3 separate regions of the Pan troglodytes genome follow, and regions 1 and 2 are each linked to region 3. Evidence: chromatin contacts called from public Hi-C data. All regions are on one chromosome and are shown on one strand. Each heading gives the region's core, a stretch centred on a gene start, on an enhancer-like site or on the middle of the called end of the contact. The rest is flanking DNA. Distances are from core to core; before and after follow the strand shown.

Region 1 (2,700 bases), core at 165-2,664, 450 kb before region 3:
CCCCAGAAGTTGCCACGTTATTTTCACTCATATCCCACTGGCCTCAATCACATGATCTATACTTAGCTGCAAGATAGGTTGGGAAATACAGTCTCTGCTGGGTGGTCTTGTGTGTAGCTAACACATTGGGGTGGGGGAGGGCAGGAGAATGAGCTAGTGGGTTTCTGTATTTTACTGAAATAGAGCAGATAGTGAGAGACAATTCACAGGTACGGTCATAAACACCCACTCAGTTGACTACAGCTCAGTGTGGCTTAATTTATCAGTTGCTTTCCTGGAAGCAGGTTTTCTGCAGGAAGAGAAAAGAACAGAAAGGAGCTATGCAGTGGTGGGGAGGAGCAGGTGGTGATGTGGGTGCTTCTTGAGGACAGAGACCATGTCTCATTCACTCGGTATCCATGATATCTTCCACTGTGACTGGCGCACAGTACATTGCCCCATAAATGTCCCTTTGCATCCCACTTCTTCCACAAACTCACAGGATTTGACCTGTGTAGTAAACCATGCCTGAATTAGATTGAATGCAATAGAATGGCAGACTGACAGAATTCACGCTCACTTGAATTGCTCGTCCTAAATCGACCTCAGCTGGGCCCTAATTCACCAACTAGGTGATTTCATCATTCTCCAGCTTGCTTTCATTCTCCAGCATTGATTTCTGGCCTTTATTGGTTTTGAGTCTGTGAGCGTGGGAGATTTGTTCATAGCAGTCTCCCAGCCACACTATTTGGCTTGGGTAGGAAGAGGTAGGGATTGGGAACTCTGGATGAGGGTAGGAAGGAGCTGCTGCTGAGGTGGTAAGTGGAGGGGCAGACGTGGATCTTCTGAGCTCCTGCCACTGTAGAGTTCAGGGACCAGCACTTCCAAGGGGTCAGCAAAGTCTCCAACTGCTGGAGGAGGGCAGGAAAGAGGCACTAGCCCTGGGCCTGAGCAGAGGTGGCAGCATGGTCACCAGGGCTTTGCCCCGCCATGCCCTCTCTCTGGAATGGCTTCCCTTAATCCTGGCCTAATTCCTAGTCATCCTTCTGGATTCAGGAGCAGCACCTAACAGGGGCCCAGGAAGTCAAATTAACTGGCCTGTCTTCCCCACCTGCGTTTTCTCCATCATTCCTCAGCACACTGCATTTTAATGGTCTGTGTCTGTGCCTTCCCCCACACACTGTTCACCTTTCTGTTCCCCACACCTGAGCGCACAGATAATGGGCAGCTTCTGTGGGTACCGAGAGCTTCCTGGCACCAGCTGAACTGGAAGTGTATCCCTGGGGCTACTTCTATAAAAGAGATCATTGGTCAAGGGGCCATACCCTGTTTGGTGACCCAAGGTTATCATGGGCAAAAGCCAAACCTCACCTGGGCGCAGCTGGAGCTTCCCCAAGATGCCCAGCAGATGGCGCAGTCGTCCTCCTTATCTTCCCACCTTGGCCTAAAATCGGAACAAAGACCAGGGAAGCTGAGGGAAGGTGGGGTAGTGGGCAGGCCTCTCCTAGAACCCCGCAAGGGGAGAAGCTTCCTGCAAAAGAAAACCTCAGGCCCAGACCCTTCACCTAACAGAACTCTCCTGCTCAGGCCCTGGGCAACATAGGCAGAGAAGGCAGAAGACAGAGCAGGCAGCGCAGGCCCACCCAGGGCACCCATTCAACCCTGCTCCCCAGACCCAGCTGCAGAAGCCCCCAGGGTCTCCTCGGTGCTTCTGAAATGCCACCATTAGGGCCCATTAGATACAACTCTTCCAGATCAGGTTTTGCTCATGGCAACCATGCAAGTCCCACAGTCAGTCCACAGTGGAACTTTCTACACCTGGACAGGTGGTGGAGCCAGGATTCAAATTTAGGTCTGCTTAGAGCTAAGTCTCAGTTTCTCATCTCTAAAAGAGAGAGATGGAAAGTACTTTTTCCTGGCAATGCAGCTTGGAGGGGATTCATTGTACATGAAGGTGTCTGAGAAATAAAGGATGCCCAGTGTTGGTTTAACTTCAAATATGTACACAGGTGCCTCCACTGGGGTGAGCCCTTCCACAAATCAGAGGACTCATCAGTTCTTTTCTGAGAGTAGGTTTGATGTGATGGGGTTGGGGGTGGGGGGACATGGCAAGGAGTCCTTGTCACCTCTCATCTGGACGAGTCCAAAGGCCTCCAAACTGGTTCCCTGCCTCCCATCGTGCCATCCCTCTCACCCCGCCTCCCATCCTTCCTCCTCATTGCTGCAGGTGTCTTGCAAATGGAAATCTAATGTCACTCTCCTGCCTAAAATACTCAGAATAAAGCCCAAACTCAGAAGAATATTACTCAGTGTCCTTTACAACCTGATTTCTGACGACATTTTAGTCTCATGAAATAAAATTAAGAAATGGACTTAAATCAGAATCAGCAGTGCCAGGGCCAGGGGCTGGAATGGGTCCTGGGTGATGATTCGGGTCAGCTCTGGGCCTCAAGGCCAGAAGCAGTGACAGGATGAGGAAGAAGGGAATGAGAGGGCTTGGTAGCCCGCATTGTCCAATTCTCGATCTGCGTTTTCTCAAGGACAGGGCCTGGGACAGTGCCTGTAGTTACAGATACTCAGTCAGGATTTGTTGAATGCATGTAGGAATGAATGAACAAATGAATGAAAAAAATGGCTATCCTGACAGGGACTAGGGTTGACTGAGTGGTCACTCAGTCAGTGCCACCAGCCACTGCCTTTTGCTAACCTCAGAGGCTGGAA
Region 2 (2,700 bases), core at 74-2,573, 310 kb before region 3:
GGCCCCATCTCAACTGAAAAAAAAAAAAAAGAAAAAAGAAAATGGACAAATGGACTTGGCCTTCTTAGGCCATAAGGAAGATGAATCATCACTGCAGGAGATGCCAGAAAATGCAAAAGGAGAGCTAAGTAAGTTTAAGTTTCCAGATAAAAGGTAAACAAAGGTAAAATTTAATGAGCACATACCATGGGCCAAACACTAGACAAGATGCTGTTTTAATCAGTATCTCATTTATCCTCTCAAAATAAAAACCCCAAAACACTATAAAACTCATTCTATTATCCCCAAAAGGGGGGAACTGAGGCTGGGGAGAGGAAGTCACTTGCCCAGGGTCACGTGGCTGGGAAGCCACAGAGCTGAGGACCAAACTCAAACCTGCTGACTAACGTGGTGCTCTTCCCTCTGTATACACAGCCCCGCATGAGTACGTTACTTATGAGTGCGTTAAAACAAGCCAAAAACCCCACATGGGCTTAAACCGCTGCATTCACTTGACAAGCACTATGTAAGGTCCTCTCCTATCGGGACTGTAAGGTGCTCAAAAGTGATGTATGGATAGGAAGAAAAAACACAACATCACCTGAAACCCGAATTAAAAATCCATGTGCTTCTGAGTCCTGAACAATTTCTCTATCACAAAATGTTTACTGCGGCTTTGTGACCTTTGACAAACCACCCAACCTTTGTGTGCCCCAGTTTTCTCATCTATAAAACGGGGAAATAATGACACCTACTCCTTCTGGGTTGTTGTGTGATTTAACAAATTTTAAATATAAAGCACTAAGAACAGTGTTGGGCACACAGTCAACACTGTGTAAGTTTAGCCACGCTGCATTACTGCTCTTATTAGATAATCACACATCATTGAAGCATGTGTACACACACACACAGTCACACGTTTTCTTTTTCTCTTCTCTCACACAAAAACGGGTTATTGAGACACATTTTCCAACAAGAGACAGTGGACTTGGCAAAGGAGCCTCTTAATGCAGCCTCCTTTATTTTCCGTCTTCCACTCTCCTTTATAAATAGGTTTGGCAAACTGATGCTTAATAGCTTAATATCGGGTTCATATTAATCTCACCCTGTCTGAACTTCAAAGGGACACACTGTTCTGACTGCTAATGAAATGAATTTTAGTTGTAAGTTTCCAAGGGATCAGAGCTGGAAAAAAAAAAAAAATCCCAGCTGATTTAAAAAGACAAACATCTCCTTGGTGCTCTTTTAAAGCTATTTGGGTTTTACAGAGCCATCGCCCCAAGCAGGGGAAATCCAACAGCCTTAGCCTGGCCAGCACAAGGTCCCACAGACGCTAGATGGCACTAGAACATGCTCGAAACAAAGACCACCCAACACCTAAGCTCCTCTGGTCCTTTGCCCAGCCCACCCCAGGCCCCAGGTGGGTTCAATGAGGCAAGATGTGTGATATAGACTATACAAACTGGAATAAACCATGCAAATGTTAGAAACTATAAATAGGAGTCAAGGAAGCAATATTACATGCTTGGACAAAATACACCCAGGTATTCTTTTCTGGATTTCAAAAGGCAAATCATCACAATAATTCAGTACTTAATGCTACTGAGCCATACACTTAAAAATGGCTAAGACAGTAGGTTTTCTGTTATGTATATTTCACCATAATTTTTTTTAAAAGGCAAAGCATCCCCAATAATAGGAATAGTATAGTGTTTTCATTCCTAAGAAATAAATACAATAATGTAGTCAGTTACCATCTCTTACTCTGGTATAATGTATTCTAGCCCCAAAGCAACAAAAAAGTAGTTATTTTACAAACTGGCTCGTTCCAGGACACTGCCAGGCAGCTCATACCTCTGTTCATTTCGAAAACCTCACTTTATATAAATACCAACCTCCCTATCCTTGAGAAGGCTCCGAAGCAGGTTATTCACATAGAGAGAAAGCTCTTATGCCCCAAACCAGCTTTGAGATGCGTCTGCTGCTGCCTCGAGCCTCACCATCTCCAATTCATTTGTGTGGAAAGGCAAGACAGCTCGTTTAAGCACAGATTACTGGTGGTGGGGTGACAGCTGGGAGAACAGGGAAAGCCTCTCAAGGCATGAGCCTTACAGGCATGAGCCACTGTGCCCCGCCTAGAGTGGTTTTTCTGATGCCAATGTGGATAAATCTGCTCCTCTGGTTGGCCACCCTTTGAGCCAACTGCACAGCTCAGCTTGGATTCCAGCTGGAAGTCAGGTGAGGCATCCTGAGATGCCTGGTCTCACCTGGGTTGTGACGGGTACCAGGTAGAGGCTTCTGGCCACCAGCAGGGTTAGATAAAGACATTACGATCCTGAGAATGGGAGGCAGTCCATGAAAGAGATCGTGCGCACTGGACTTGGACTGAGAGAGGCCTGGGGCTGAATTCCAGATTCCAGAGCTGGCTCCTTCCAGAAGAGTGAACCTGGGCAACTCTCTCAGCCTCAGCCTCTACCTACCACTGCCAAGTGGGGATGATGATAATAGCTCTTCAACCAGCTGCTGTGAGGACTACGTGGGCTGATCTGTAAGAAGGACCTAACATTAACATAGTGCCTTGATGAAGCCTGAATGACTTGCACAAAGCAGGCGCTCAGCCCGGGGTTGAGGAGAACAGGGGAGCTGGAGGGGCTCGGAGTCATCACTATCTTAGCAGAAGTGGTTGCTGCTTTGTGGATAAAACTGGCGGCAGCTTGCCCC
Region 3 (2,700 bases), core at 118-2,617:
ATCTAGAAAAATAATAGTACCTAGCACTTCAGGTCGTTATGTGATTAAAACAGTTTCATTTTCTCTGACAGAGTGGCCTGTTTAAGATAAGGAGAATTTTTGAATCTGGGTAGATTGGATTCTTGCCACTTCCTGCTATCTCATCAAAGAGCCAAACATAGAACAGGGAGGGCTATGTGAAGGAATGTGCACTTCATCAAAAGCATGCATTCCGTTAATTTAAAGAAATTATAGTATGATTATTCTATCATAGCAACAAGATATAAATAGATATTAATAAGTAAAATCAGGTTAGTTGCTGAAAAATGCCATTCATAATAAGGTTGCATTACATAAATGTTTGCATATGTAAATGTCCTGTAATGCCCATGGACTTTAATTGCTGCATTTGGCATGGAAAATTACCAGCTCTGCTACTACTAGTGGTGTGATCTCAGGCAACATTCTTTACCTCTCTGAGCCTCAATTTCATTGGCCATAAAATGAGACTAATTTTTTTCTTGTATTAAAGGACCACATGAGATAATGTATGTAAAAAGACTGAAAACTGGAAAGTACAATAGTTTTTTAGGTATTTAATCATTGTTGTAATTAATAGCCACAGTGAAAATATATTCAAGGACAATGTAAAGATTTGAGCTTACAGTTTCAAATACCAACCTTAAGAATGATCCAGAAATACTAAACTCATGTGTTTTTTTGTTTTTAAAACTATGACATCTATAAGTTGGAGACATTTGCTTTTTGAGACATTGTCTTTTTTATTATATAATCTTTAGTCCTCATGGCATCCTCTTTAGAGACCAAACAGCAATTAGTGAACTGTTTCAGACAGAAATCTGGATGGTCCAAGATCCTGGATTAAGATAGCTCTATTTATGAATGCATTTTCAGATTAAACAGGAAAAGTGTATTAAACCAAGCACTTCATTGTGGATAAGGAAAATCGATATCCTGTGGGTTGGACTGTTTTTAGTCTTACTACAAAAATGGATGCACTATTTATACGTGTTTTCTCCAGTCATGGCTATTAGCTCTTCACTTCAAGTTCACTCACTCAGCCACTACGGTGGAGAGCCAGTCATTGTAGGTTAAAAGCAACTAATGTTAGACCCCTGCTGGCCTGGTCTGGCACTGCACGGGGAAACACAATCTCCAATTCTTATTAGTGGGGAAATTGGTTTACAAAAGCAGAGCTGAGACGCCAAGGATTTGGTTTTGCCTCCCTTGATATCTAGGTGCCAATATGGGAGCAAGAAGAAAAGTGGGATTTGCCTTACAATGGAGAAGTTCTTGAGGAGGAACTGGGGATTATAATCTCCCTTCAGGGCGGTTGGGACTTGGATCAGCCTGCCCCACAAGCTCCCTCTTCATTGCTAACAGCTTGGAGGCTGGCACTGAGCTTTTCCATGTGTTCACACTCATTGTTGGTTGCACTCTCCAACCTCTAGGGGGCGCAGAGGCGTTCGCCTCAGCTTTTTTTTTTTTTTTTTTTTTTTGAGGCAGAGTCTCACTCTGTCCCCAAGGCTGGAGGGGGCAGTGGCACGATCTCAGCTCACTGCAACCTCCGCCTCCCGGGTTCACGCGATTCTCATGCCTCCACCTACCGAGTAGCTGGGATTACAGGCATAAACCACCATGCCCAGCTAATTTTTGTATTTTTAGTACAGACGGGGTTTCACCATGTTGGCCAGGCTGGTCTCCAACCCCTGGCCTCAAGTGATTCACCCACCTCAGCCTCCCAAAGTGTTGGAATTAGAGGCGTGAGCCACCACGCCTGGCCTTCAGCTTTTTCATTTTGTTGCTCCAAGACAAGGAGCCGGGACTAGGAAGGGTCAAGGGCACGATGGAGCGCTCAATGATACACGTGATGCGGCTGCTACAATAGGAGTCGTCATCTGTGGGTAAAAAAGCAACCAGAATTACAATACTTTTCCTTCTTGTGGTCTGTACTTTCTCCTCTTCTCTCGTGAAACTGGAATGAATGGGGCCCAGAGAAAACGAAGCGCAGAACAAGAGAAGGATAGCAAGAAGGGCCCAAACAAAACAAGAGCCTCAAATGGGCAAAGCTTTTGTTTTGGGGAAAGGGATCTCGGTTAATGCTCCTGTTTGGTAGAAATCAGACATAACAGGAATGAGGTTAGGGAGTGGTAAAGTGGTAAGGGGCTTGGCTCCACTTCCAACTCAGTGTTTTTGGTTAACATGAATAGGTAAACCCTAAAGGATTGGGATTGGGGAATCATGAGAGATGGGAAAAATCCCACTTTTCTTTGCTTGAACATGGCCTAGCAGATGACCTTTTCTTCTCACAGTAGAGAGCTCTAAGGAAGGTTATCAAAGTCCAAAAGTTAGGGTTTTAACTCATTTGACCTACTCTACTGGCCCTATGACTTGAAGGTCACAGTCGTGAGATGGGATTATACTGAGAACCAGGGTATCGTTCAACAATGTTCCTTGATCTCTTCCTCATTAGGGCTTGTGCCTCTTCAGAGTTTGGCTGGAGTGACACAAATCCACTCTTCCCAGTTAAAGAAAAGTCATCCTGATTAGCTTCCCAGAGAATGTTCTGTGATTGCAGGAAGGAAAGTTGTGATTCCCAATCTGAACTTGGAGGCCTCAGTGATTTTCGGAAGCACTGTTTGCTGGGCTGAGTCAGCAGAGACAAACCTACCCTTGATTTTCTGGAGAGTGTTCTTCTAC

Evidence for each region. A called contact is a pair of places that touch in the nucleus more often than the background predicts.
Region 1: a contact with region 3 is called in a Hi-C map of induced pluripotent stem cells, with 4 times the contacts expected there. The contact joins two enhancer-like sites. A contact is called at or near these places in 4 of 7 Hi-C or Micro-C datasets (blood, induced pluripotent stem cells and stem cell-derived neural progenitor cells) and 1 of 1 other capture datasets (stem cell-derived neural stem cells).
Region 2: a contact with region 3 is called in a Hi-C map of stem cell-derived neural progenitor cells, with 4 times the contacts expected there. The contact joins two enhancer-like sites. A contact is called at or near these places in 3 of 7 Hi-C or Micro-C datasets (induced pluripotent stem cells and stem cell-derived neural progenitor cells).

Annotation. Positions count from the first base shown.
Region 1 is chr9:40,277,350-40,280,049 of NHGRI_mPanTro3-v2.0_pri, reverse strand. No RefSeq gene overlaps it. Among named protein-coding and RNA genes, the nearest start is that of COMMD9, 23 kb to the left of the region's middle. Within about 2 kb of position 1,414, at least 4 of the 24 cell types and tissues checked have an H3K27ac peak or open chromatin away from gene starts, as enhancers often do. A contact at or near this core is called in induced pluripotent stem cells, stem cell-derived neural progenitor cells and stem cell-derived neural stem cells, where this site is marked.
Region 2 is chr9:40,145,059-40,147,758 of NHGRI_mPanTro3-v2.0_pri, reverse strand. All of the region lies in intron 4 of LDLRAD3 (low density lipoprotein receptor class A domain containing 3), which reads right to left. Among named protein-coding and RNA genes, the nearest start is that of COMMD9, 160 kb to the left of the region's middle. Within about 2 kb of position 1,323, at least 4 of the 24 cell types and tissues checked have an H3K27ac peak or open chromatin away from gene starts, as enhancers often do. A contact at or near this core is called in stem cell-derived neural progenitor cells, where this site is marked.
Region 3 is chr9:39,831,603-39,834,302 of NHGRI_mPanTro3-v2.0_pri, reverse strand. No RefSeq gene overlaps it. Among named protein-coding and RNA genes, the nearest start is that of LDLRAD3, 120 kb to the left of the region's middle. Within about 2 kb of position 1,367, at least 11 of the 24 cell types and tissues checked have an H3K27ac peak or open chromatin away from gene starts, as enhancers often do. A contact at or near this core is called in induced pluripotent stem cells, stem cell-derived neural progenitor cells and stem cell-derived neural stem cells, where this site is marked.